Regions from separate parts of the Zea mays genome. Here region 1 is linked to region 2. Evidence: chromatin contacts called from public Hi-C data. All regions are on one chromosome and are shown on one strand. Each heading gives the region's core, a stretch centred on a gene start, on an enhancer-like site or on the middle of the called end of the contact. The rest is flanking DNA. Distances are from core to core; before and after follow the strand shown.

Region 1 (5,527 bases), core at 3,025-5,524, 420 kb after region 2:
TTTTATGTCGAGTACACTTTAGCCACGAATAGTTTCTCAATGTGTCAATACCTTGATTTATATACCAAATTGTATGTGCGCTCCATGAATGCTGTTCCAAACGACTAGGAAATTGTTTGTGTGATGCTCCTTTGTTTGTGAGGATTGTGGATTTTTTCAAACATATTTCTATGATTTAGCTCGTTAAATGTGTTAGCATAATATGCTCCATTGATTGACATAAAGCAGCAGCATCTGGTTTGGCATTGTCACAACCATCTAAGGAAAATCTTTTATTGTGTGAGTTACGTGGTTTTTGGATATCATTCATTCATTCTTATGTTTTATGTGTATTATTAAACAAAAAAATCAACCGATTGAAAGTTGATGAGAAAAAGTCAAAGTTTTCAGAAGTCAACAAATGGAAAATAATCGGCATCCATAGTTGTGTACTCCCTCCGTTCATAAATATATGACATCGTTGACTTTTTAAAAAACTTTGACCACTTGTCTTATTAAAAAAAATAGAGTTAGTCATTTGTTTTTTTGGTGATTTGTTTTATCACTTAAGATAGTTTGTGATTGACTTAAAATTTTACATTTTTGAATAAGACGAGTGCCAAAGTTTTCGAAAAAGTCAACGGTGTCATATATTTGTGAACGGAGGTAGTACTTGTTAGGCTGTCCTCACCAGTAGGTCTAAATGATTGCAAAACAATGTTTCGGCACTGTAGACAGAGTGAAGTTGGAAATATGGAGCCTTAGGTTGTTAGATGTGTTAGCATAATATGCTCCATTGATTGACAAGACATAAAGCAGCAGCATCTGGTTTGGCATTGTCATAACCATCTATGGAAAATCTTTTATTGTGTGGGTTACATGGTTTTTGGATATCATTCTTATGTGTTATGTGGATTTATTAAACAAAAAAAAAATCAACTGATTGGAGTTGATGAGAAAAATCAAAGTTTTCAGAAGTCAACAAATGGAAAATAATTGGCATCCATAGTAGTTGTGTATTTGTTAGTCTACCCTCACCAGTAGGCTCCGCTTAAATGATTGCAAAACAATGTTTCCGCACTGTAGACAGCGAAGTTGGAAATATAGAGTCTTAGGTAGTTATGACTCTGAGATCTTAACTATAAGCAAACTGTACACATGTGGGTACACCTCTTTTCAGTTCATAGATCTTCACCGTAGAAGCAAAACTGGTTGTATCTTCCCACCAATGTTCATTTGCCCAAATAGCCCAAATCTGCTGGGTCTACCAAATACTTATCAGCGTCTCATGAACCTTCGCCCAGTTTTTTTTTGTAGTATGGTTAGGGGTGGTAATGGATTGCGATCCAAATGTTTATTCACAAAATTAGGGCCCTTAATTAATTTAAGTTAAAAAATGAATAGGAATAGAGCCCGACCTTTTAGAGCCCATTACCACCCCTGGTAGTTTCTAGTCAAATTGGGTTAACTTGACTTTATGTTTCGACCTAATTAGCATTTATAGTTCACCAGTAGACTCCTGAGGATCAACAAATCTCTCTTCTATGGCCATGTAAGGTTGAGCTGTAGTCAACTGCCTAAACGTGTCTGATCTTAGTGAGATATCTCTTCATACATTAGATATTAGGCCACTAAGAGTGAACTATTGAAGTTACTGCTCTCCTATCCCCTCCAGTAAGTACATTTGCAAGTTTTATTACAGGATACTAAAGTGAATATGTAACAAATTCCCTAAAAAGTTTGTCCCTTTCTGCTATATGCTCCAGCCGTGTTCCCTGAAATCTGCATTGTTATGGACTAGACACGTGTCCTCAGTTTGTTCTCTGTCTCTTCAACCAGGAAAATAAAGAAGGGGGTGCATATGAAAAGGTCACAGAATGCTAGGAAAATGAAAGCAATTGCTAGGGCTGTATCGAAGAATGAGAAGTCCGAGGAGAAGATCCAGAAAGCAAAAGGCAAGAAGACAAGAATCCAGTCGGCCAAGTCTTTGTACGACTGAATATTTAGCACTGAGCAGAATTTTGTGTACCAGTATATTTCTAGATTGTAGAGCAACCGAATCTGTGCTTGCGACGAAGAAATGAAAGCTTGCTTTGCTTACAAATCTTCATGTCAGCTTCTTTACAAGATCTCGGGAATCTGCTTTCGCGCTACCTGGTGTCTCGTGATACTTCGATGTTTTGATGCCTTGATGGTTTGGTACTTCGATATTGACTTCAGGATATGGTGACCAAGTGCTTGGTCTGTTCTACAATTCCGGTGCCTTTTTGCTGAATCGGCAACATATTTTCACTCAGTACTGTTAAAAATACTTCCAGTGTTCAATGTTCTTTCTTATATGTACCCCCCTTCAGCAATTTCTTTGAGCCTGGACGGTTACTGGACCCAAGCAATCGTTTTTTTTTGCTATGAAAAAAGGTAAAGCGAATCTCCTCTTCCTGGAATGCCTTTTCTTTTGGCGATAAAAAGGTAAGCAACTCTGATTTTGTTCCCTTTTTCTTTTGGACCAAGAACCCAAACAAATTCCAAAGGCATTTTCTTGAAGCCTTGGAAGATTTGTATCTGCATCTGGGATGTTCATAGGGCGTGGGTGGAATACTGTTGCTGCCTTGTGCCATACTGTAATTTGGTACAGTAGCTAGCACTCATTTGTTACGCCACGTGCTATTATTGGCTTTGGCTACGTCATTTGTATGTGTTGTATTTAATGTGGCCCTTTTCTTATGTGTCCTTCTCGGTGTGCCAATCATAGGCCTCGTAGAGTCAAAGCGTCGCAAGGAAGGAACTGTACAAGGCTAGAGGGATTCGTGGAGCAAGCAAAAGGTCTTCCAACGTTTGCTCGCCCATGCCGTTGTTATCACACCGGGGATCGCGTCGCGTATCGATCTGCCGGCGTATCCGAGACGCACCGTCGTCTCCTTGGCTCCCTTGCGGTTCGGGACCGCACGTCGTCCTCGTGTTCACCAGGTGCCGTTTTCGTTTGCGTCAGGGAAAGCTGCGGGGGACATCGCCGCGTCCCTATGGGCTATGGATGAAATCGACTCTGGTCATCAAATTCAAATAATTGGTTGTTTCGGTGAACTGTGACACTGAATTTATTTATTTTTATGCTTATATAAAACATCTTTGTTGTCGTGCGTCATGCGTTTAGCGCCTATGTTTGTTTTTTCCCCCTATCATCCCTCCCCTTCCCGTTTTATAGTTATGGGCTTCATATTCACACACACGTAACTAAACTGAGTACACATATTTTGGGAGTTTATATTTTATAAACAAACAATATATAGAATAAAGTCTATCTATATAGTATATAGAAACTATAACAATATACAAGCATCTAACTAGTATTTATTTATTCACTTGATAACCACCATCTTGACGTCTCAGTTCTCCGTTTAGCATATGCACTGCACAACAGTCATTAGTTAGAGCAGCTATTTTATTTTATAGGATATCAGTGAGGTATGCATCTTGGTTTGTTACGCCAGTTTTTTTTTTCTCAATCGAAAACAAATCTCCAGTAGAATGCTACTTTCTATGGTCACAGCTTATATGAGGAAGAAATGGTGGAAGAGAGGGAAGGGGAAGATGACGAAGGCGTTTTTTTTATATTTTTTATTTTTTAAAGTTTTTATATTATATTTTTTATGAGTTTTGTAATTTTTATTTGCTTAATTATGTGCTTAAATAAATATAAATTTTAATAAATATATCTTATTTTAAATAAAAGGCTATAAAAATAAAACTGACATGATATTAAGGTGTCTATAAGCTTGACGTTAAAAATTGTGTATTAGAGTATAAAGGCTGATGATGAGTAGGGTGATGGCCATCTTCAGAAGACCGTGTAAAGGGCCGTGTAAAGTACTGTTTTATATTATAGATTGCACTGTTTATAGAGTAAAGTTTGAAATATTAAGTAAGAGAGTAAAATAGGGAGTCTAATAGAGATAATGAGGTTTTATATGGTTTTTGAGATGTTGGATAATGCATAAAATCTAATACAAATTTTATCATCAACTTGTGTTAAGATTATAAGATTTTGGTATAGAATCTAATATACAATTTAGAAGCTGTTTAACTAATAATAAGATTTTAGAATAAGATTCTAAAAATAAGAATGAACCAAACGGAACCTAGGTTCATATATGCGCTCCCACCAGCCTGATACTCCTATAGACCCGAGTACCCGACCGGCAAGCCGCCAACCAACATATATTAACCGCGCACCTTTTGTCCTCTCCTTGTTCCCAAACCTCTGCTAGCTTCGCTTCCAACCCCATCGATACTTCCCAGCAAGCTACACTACAAGCTCATCCGCCTAGTCCTTCCATGGCCGATCACCAGCCTCAGGTCGAGGTCCTGACCGAGTCAGTGCGGGTCAACGGCACCAAGGCGGAGGCCACGCTCGTGGGCGGCGAGCTGGCGTGGCGCCCCGCCGCCGGCGGCAACGGAGAGGGGCAGGAGCGGCGGCTGGAGCTGGAGTCGGAGGTGCTCGGGTTCCAGATGGACGGGAGGCAGCTCAAATTCGCGACCTTTGCCGCCAGCGGTGGCGGTAATGGGAAAGGGGGAGGAGGGGATGGGAATCGGAGGAGAGGGGAGGTGGTGGTGGAGATGGAGAACGAGGCCACCGCGGTGCGGTGGGGGGACGTAATCAGTGATCGCCTAGCCTCGCTCGGTAATCAATATCAACTGTTACTCTGCTAGCTGCAATTCGATTATTTCAATTCTCCTGCATCCTACTATTTCTTTAAAATTTCTCTCTGCATCTTGGGAATTGTGCTTGGCTCGTGATGTGATCGATGTGCTCACGCAACGCAACTATTGTTTTTTAACAATCCGTGGCTGGAGTTTTGGCATTGCCTGGACGCCTTGTTCTTGATCGGGTAGGCGGCGGCCATGGTGGTTGCGTGGCGGAGTTGAGGAGTTCGTTGACTTCGATTGGACAGCTGGGAGAGGCAAAAAAAAAAAACCCTGCTCCTGATAGTAAGGGGAACCAGAAGAGAATGGCCAGTCGCTTTGATTTAATTCAACAATAATAGTTTGAAGCAATTGGTTCTAGATTATAATTGTTCTAGCCTCCTAGGCGTGCGCAGATCTTTCTTATGCGTGAAACCGTGCGTTTGAATAGCTGTTCTTCTGGGCATGATCTGGTCATAGCGTCAAATGTACAGATGTAGCAGCATGCAAGGTGCCAACTAGTTGAGTGCTACAGAGTTTGAAATTCTCCATGGATTCTTCTACAGTACCTGGTCCACTCAATTTCCACGGTTGACTTCAAATTGGCATGTCGATGATGGTGCATACCGCACATAGCTTGCGTTTAAATAATTATCACCCTGAGCAAGACAGAATCATGTATGTCTGTCTAAACGATGCCTGTTCATTTGGCACAATGCAGCAGTGATACTTGGCAGTAGTAATGTTATACATATCTTTTACAGCCTTTTATTGTTGTTTTGTGAGATTTGGTTGAATTTTCCTCTCATTGTCACCCATTTTCATATTAACATCACCCTTGAATGTTGCATTAGCTATCATACTCGTA
Region 2 (5,416 bases), core at 702-3,201:
TAGTACTAGCATGCATATGTTCATCAGAACCGAAGTAGATGCTTTACATGTTGTTCCAAGTACAGGATCCTCAGGAGGACTGAACAGCAGCAGAATCTGAGAAGGACCACATCATACAAACTCAATACAGACATAAAACAAATGAACTCATCAAACTAACTAAGAAGTAAACAGGCTAAACATGATCTCTTTTATCAAATCTAGAGAGAATTCGTTCAGTCAATACAGCACTCAAGCAAAGAACAGCAAATTCAAATTTAGTAAACCACTCATAAGTGATTGAGGTTCAACACAGCACATACTGCTTAGAACATTCACCCAACATCCAGTTTATGTAAATATAAAATGCCCAAAAATGGTTTCTATAAGACCAGAACCACCTAGATTATATGAATCCCACATTACATTAACTAGAATACTAATTAATCACACCAAATACTATACTATTTAGTATGATATACATTTCACGAATATATTTCCACTAGACGAAAGCTGCATTAATATCTATCCATCACCATCAACCCCTCCATCTATACAAAACAACGAACAAGACTTAGACGAATCGATAAAAAAAATACCACGCAAAACTCCTTAGCTTAGGCATCTGCAACAATAATCAGGATTCAGAGATGTGAAGTAGTCGATGCGCCTAGGAAGAGTGTGCCCCACCTTCCGGAGGCAGCGATGGCATCCCCTCCGACTTGTAGTTGTAGATGACCGCGCGCGGCGGCGCGTACATCATCGGCGGGAACCCCTGCATGTGGTGCGAGACGCCGTAGACTCCGCCGGCCGCGTGAAGATCTCCGCCAGGCGCCTCGCTTCCTCCGCCACCGACAATGTGGTAGATCGGGCGAGGCATGTAGCCACTCTGCGCAGACTGGTCGAGATAGTGGACCGGTGGCGGCACGGGGAAGTAGTACATAGGCTGCGCCATGTACGGCGGCGGCGGGGCGGGCCACGATGACGCTCCTCCTGCGACGTGCGGTATCTGTCGAGCGGAAGGCGGCACGTCGTCGCCGTGGTGGTGCGGAGTCTCCGTGGCGTCGGACTTGGCGCGAGCCGCCGAGGGGCCGGGGCTGGGGTCGTCGGACGGGCTGTCGAGGCTGAAGAGGTAGTCGGGGACGTCGGAGACGATCGAGGAGGACTCGGATCGGACGCGCTCGATGGGGTGCGGCGCGGGGGCGTTGAGCGCGTCGACGAACCACTGGTCGCTGGGGGCGGCGTCGCCGGCGGTGCCGGAGAGGACGGAGCCGAAGGCGGCGTCGGGCGCGGGCGCGGGCGCGAAGAGGAAGACGCGGAGGCGGGGCGGCCGGGCGACGTTGGCGGAGAGGTCGTGGATGCGGTCGAGCTCGTCGACGAGGTGGTCGACGTCGTCGTCGGAGGTGACGGAGATGAGGGAGTCGAGGTCGTCCTGGGGCAGCTGGTACTTGAGGGACGGCCTGGGCGCCCCGGGGGCGAAGAGCGCGGGCGCGGCCTTGGCGAGCGCGGCGACGAGGGCGGCGAAGGAGGCCGCGGCGCGCGGGAAGGACACGATGCGGGTCTCCCCGCCGACGTAGCGCAGCTGGCGGTCCCCCGGGCGCGGCAGGATGCGGCCGCCGAAGCTGCACATGAGACGCACCTGCGGGCCCCCGTGCGCATGCGCGGGGGGAGCGGCCGGGGTGCTCGCGGGCGCCGGGGTCAGAGTCGGCGGGTGGAGGTGGTGGTTGCCGCCGTTGCCGTTGCCGATCCCGGCGTGCGGGGTGGAGGAGTCCGGGTGGTGCGAGGTCGGCGACGTCATAGGACGCGGTGGAGGGGGAGGGGGGGGGGCGTCCCGTGACAGGGGAGGTGATGTTGGCGGCGGCGGCGGAGGGGGCTAGGCGCGAGGGCGCATCGGGATTTGGGAATCGCGAGTTGCGAGGGAAGGGGACGGGGGAAGAAGTGGCAAGAGATAGAGAGAGAGACGGAGGCGGGTTTCTATTCGGGGTGCTAGGTTGCCAGGCTCGGCGGCTAGCTGTAGGATCTGATACTTCGGTGATTGATTTGGGAATTTGGCATGCCCAGCTCCTGCTGTTTAAAATGTGGAATTTAGAGCTTGAAATTCAAATTATTTCCACGATTTGTGCAGGTTGCCAAAATGGACTGCTAATCTCGATTATCTGGTACGTTGGTGCTCTGTTTGTGCTCGGCCGGTAGTCGATCGAGTTCGGGCCTGAACCAGTAATTATTGACCCCTAGACTAGACTACAAGGATTTTGGGTCTTAAAGCTATCTCGATAGGCGTAGCCGGGACCTTAGGCAACAGACTAGTATTTCACAGCAAACATCGGGCAACGCAACGGAGGCACGTAATGCCATTGTTCTCTTGCAATCGTTTACACCAAATGCTGTTGGCGCAGTGAAGGAATCGACAAGCCGCGATCGCGACGAAGAAAAGGCGCAGCACAAACTAAAAACGCCATCCGTAAAGGTTTGTACAGCACCAGGCGGCACGTCAGAGCAAACAAAAAAAACAAGTTGCGGTGCGAGCAAAATGGTTGCACGCTACCGATCGATTAATGAAAAAAAATGCACCTAACGCTCCACCAAAGTTGCTGCCCGTGGCGGAAACGGGCGAGCGGAACCACCTTCCGGGCGCACGTACGTACGTCCACTTTTTTTTTTGAGGCCCCGTTCGGAGCGTGCCGGCGTACGCGGCTGCTTGTGTTTAATCTCTACAACTATTAAAAGCCTAATGTAGACTGCCCCTGCCTCCCCCATGCCCGCCCGACGCAATCCCCAACCGCCCTCCGCAATCCCCTACCGCCCGCCGTGATCCCCGCCGCCGCGGCAGTCGCCCTCCGCAACCTCTGCCTAGATAAGGATAGGGGGCGCCCTCCTCCCTCGATCATCCGCACTTGTGTAGCCATCGCGCCATCTACACCGGCCACCGCCACACGGAGGTTCGCCTCTGGCCTTGCGGCTTACGACCTCGAGGTGACCGAGCCCGCGGGCTCCATGACGACAACGGTGACGCCGGAGGCAAAGATGGCGGCGCAGCAGCAGGCCCCCGCGTCGCGCTCCTCCTCCCGACCTCGTCGTCGAGTCCCTATTCCCGCCGGACCTCGATATCTTCGCAGGCCGCTGGACCCCGCCGGGGCGGGTGACCGATGCAGTGCGCTCTCGATCCGTGCAGAGCGCAGGTGGTTGGATGGCCTTCGTGCAGTCCGTCGTCTCCAACAGTGACGACGAGGAGGACTTCATCATCGACTCCCGCCACGGACAGGCTAGCTGGCTAGGCGGCCGAGTCCGTTCGGTGCTGCCGTGCGGGAGCGCTTGCTGTCTCCGATTCCGTCCCGTTTGCTTTCGTGGACTGGTTCGGAAATTGGAAGGCGTTGCGATGAGATGCTGCGGAGGCGGCGAGAAGCTCACTCCCCGGCGATGAGCAGAATCACAACAGTATCTTAATCTCCCTTGCCTCCTCGTTCCCTGTCTCCCCGGCAAGCCTTCGGTCGCATCGGGGTGGCGAGCTTGCGCTGTCAGCGGCGAACCCCTCCCCTGCCCCCGCAGTTCTTCCGCCTGCTGGCTGGACTCAGGTGAGCAGTGTGGATTTTCGGGTTCGTGCGATGCGGTCGTGGGATTGACGGATGCATTTTTCCCATTTATTTATTCAATTTTGAACTGTCAATTAAAGTTCTACTCTTGATTTTTTTTTTGTTCTTCAGTTCGGCCCTTAACAAGAGAACGAAGACCATGCCGATGCGTGGCGTCGATTTCAAGTGGTGCGTCTGCACCCTCTCGTCTCGCCGTTTCTTCCCTAACTCGCCCCCCTTTTAATTTGAAGATCCATTCTTCTATAATGACTCAAAGGTTGACTGATTGAGAGGCTGGGTTTGGGATTCATTGCAGGTATGACGGGTTCTTCCTCTCCATGCTGTTCAGAATAATGATTCTGTACCCTGCAGCATAAGCTCCGGGGCGCACATCCGCAGCCACAATCTCTCCCTGCAGCATAAGCTCGTCAAGGCTATCAAGGATGCTGGGAACATCAAGGTCTGTCACTTTTATGTGCCCTTGCAGCTTCCACTATACTTACTAGCTACTAATTCGTGGTTTAGAAAGATTCCTTTTTAATCTATTTTGTTAAGTTTGTTAAGGGTTTGTTTGGTTAGAAGGGGATTGAAGAAAGCTTCCTTTTTAATCCATTTTGTTGATTGAGTCGCATTCCCGAATCCATACTTGAACATCAGGATCTCATATGCGAGTAAGGTCCCAACTTTTATCAAACTTCTTCACACGTCCTGACATCTGGAAGGGTGAGCTCAATTCTGTTTATGCTGTGCAGGGTGTCATCTCGGGACACTGGAAAGACTATGGTTGATGCTTCATTAGGAGAGATAATGACCACATGTGAGAAGATTACCTAGCAAAATGAAGACTGGTACTTAATGTAATGGCCTACATAATAAAATTTAGAATAGTTAGTACTCTGCAACTTCTGCTCACTCTTGCTTGGGATAAACTTTGCGTTTATTTCTTGATGATGCCTGCATTATTGTTGTCACAGGATGTTTTTACTCGGGAGATCTGGAGGTTGGCGAACGCCCGGGGAGAAACTATTCAAGGAGAAACTATAATGTGTACACAACTTGTGAAGTATATGCAAATTTGTTCGGGATATGCACCTGAAATCCAGTTATTTTTTTCTGTTGTCATAATAGATATGGTTTAATTTATTCGTGTCTAGATAATCTATGCAGAAGACATGTTTGTAAAGTTATTTTTGTTTTACATACATAAGGTTTAGGAAATTGTTTACTGAGCATGCTAAAAAATTCCTGAGCACTCATCTATGCAAGGCCCTAGATGAGCTGTGATTTTATTTTGTTTTCTATTGATATATGTCAATATAGTTTATGATTAGCCCTTAGGCCTGTACTGAACCTTGGCTCTGATAAGAACGGAACGACAGTTTCATGGTCCAAATTCTTTGGTGTTGAACATTGAAAAATCTATTTCGTTCATGGTCCAAATTCTTTGGGGTTGAACATTGAAAAATCTATTTTTCTCATGCTGAATAGTGGCATGCTTATTACATTTGGCTCACTTGCTTGTTATTATCAAGCTTTCTTTTTTATTAGGCTATTGATTCAAAATTGTAGTTTTTAAGTTTTCTTTGCTTCAACAAACCTGATTTGTGTTGTATAGGCAAGCAATTCTTCTAGATTTCAGGTTGGAAGAATGTTCTTATTGTATTCATTTTTAGCAGTTAGAAAAGCACAGGAGAACTGATCAAGAGCTAAATAAGGGGGTTCTAAAGCTTGAATTTTGCCTTCAAGATTATCAGTCTCAGATGCGAAAATTAAAGAGGGTATGCTCCTTCTGGTTCCATAAGGGTATTAGCTTCATTTCAAGTTATAGTTGCTTGATAGCATATTCTCCTTCCAGTTCCATAATTTTT

What was found. A called contact is a pair of places that touch in the nucleus more often than the background predicts.
Region 1: a contact with region 2 is called in a Hi-C map of tassel, with 2.4 times the contacts expected there. The contact joins the promoter of LOC100284895 here to the promoter of LOC100284855 in region 2. A contact is called at or near these places in 2 of 25 Hi-C or Micro-C datasets (ear and tassel).

The regions. Positions count from the first base shown.
Region 1 is chr2:211,805,580-211,811,106 of Zm-B73-REFERENCE-NAM-5.0, forward strand. LOC100284895 (D-erythro-sphingosine kinase/ diacylglycerol kinase) reads left to right here and starts at 4,275. Exons shown (of 10, transcript NM_001157790.2): 1 at 4,275-4,657. The coding sequence starts at 4,312. It overlaps LOC100304028, which reads left to right. Exons shown (of 3, transcript NM_001165552.2): 3 at 1,819-2,083. The coding sequence ends at 1,978.
Region 2 is chr2:211,384,388-211,389,803 of Zm-B73-REFERENCE-NAM-5.0, forward strand. LOC100284855 reads right to left here and starts at 1,952. Exons shown (of 2, transcript NM_001372146.1): 1 at 670-1,952; 2 at 1-96. The coding sequence starts at 1,777. The coding sequence ends at 71. It overlaps LOC109944603 (a long non-coding RNA gene), which reads left to right and starts at 2,798. Exons shown (of 5, transcript XR_004856425.1): 1 at 2,798-3,551; 2 at 3,681-3,737; 3 at 3,865-4,008; 4 at 4,113-4,219; 5 at 4,301-5,373.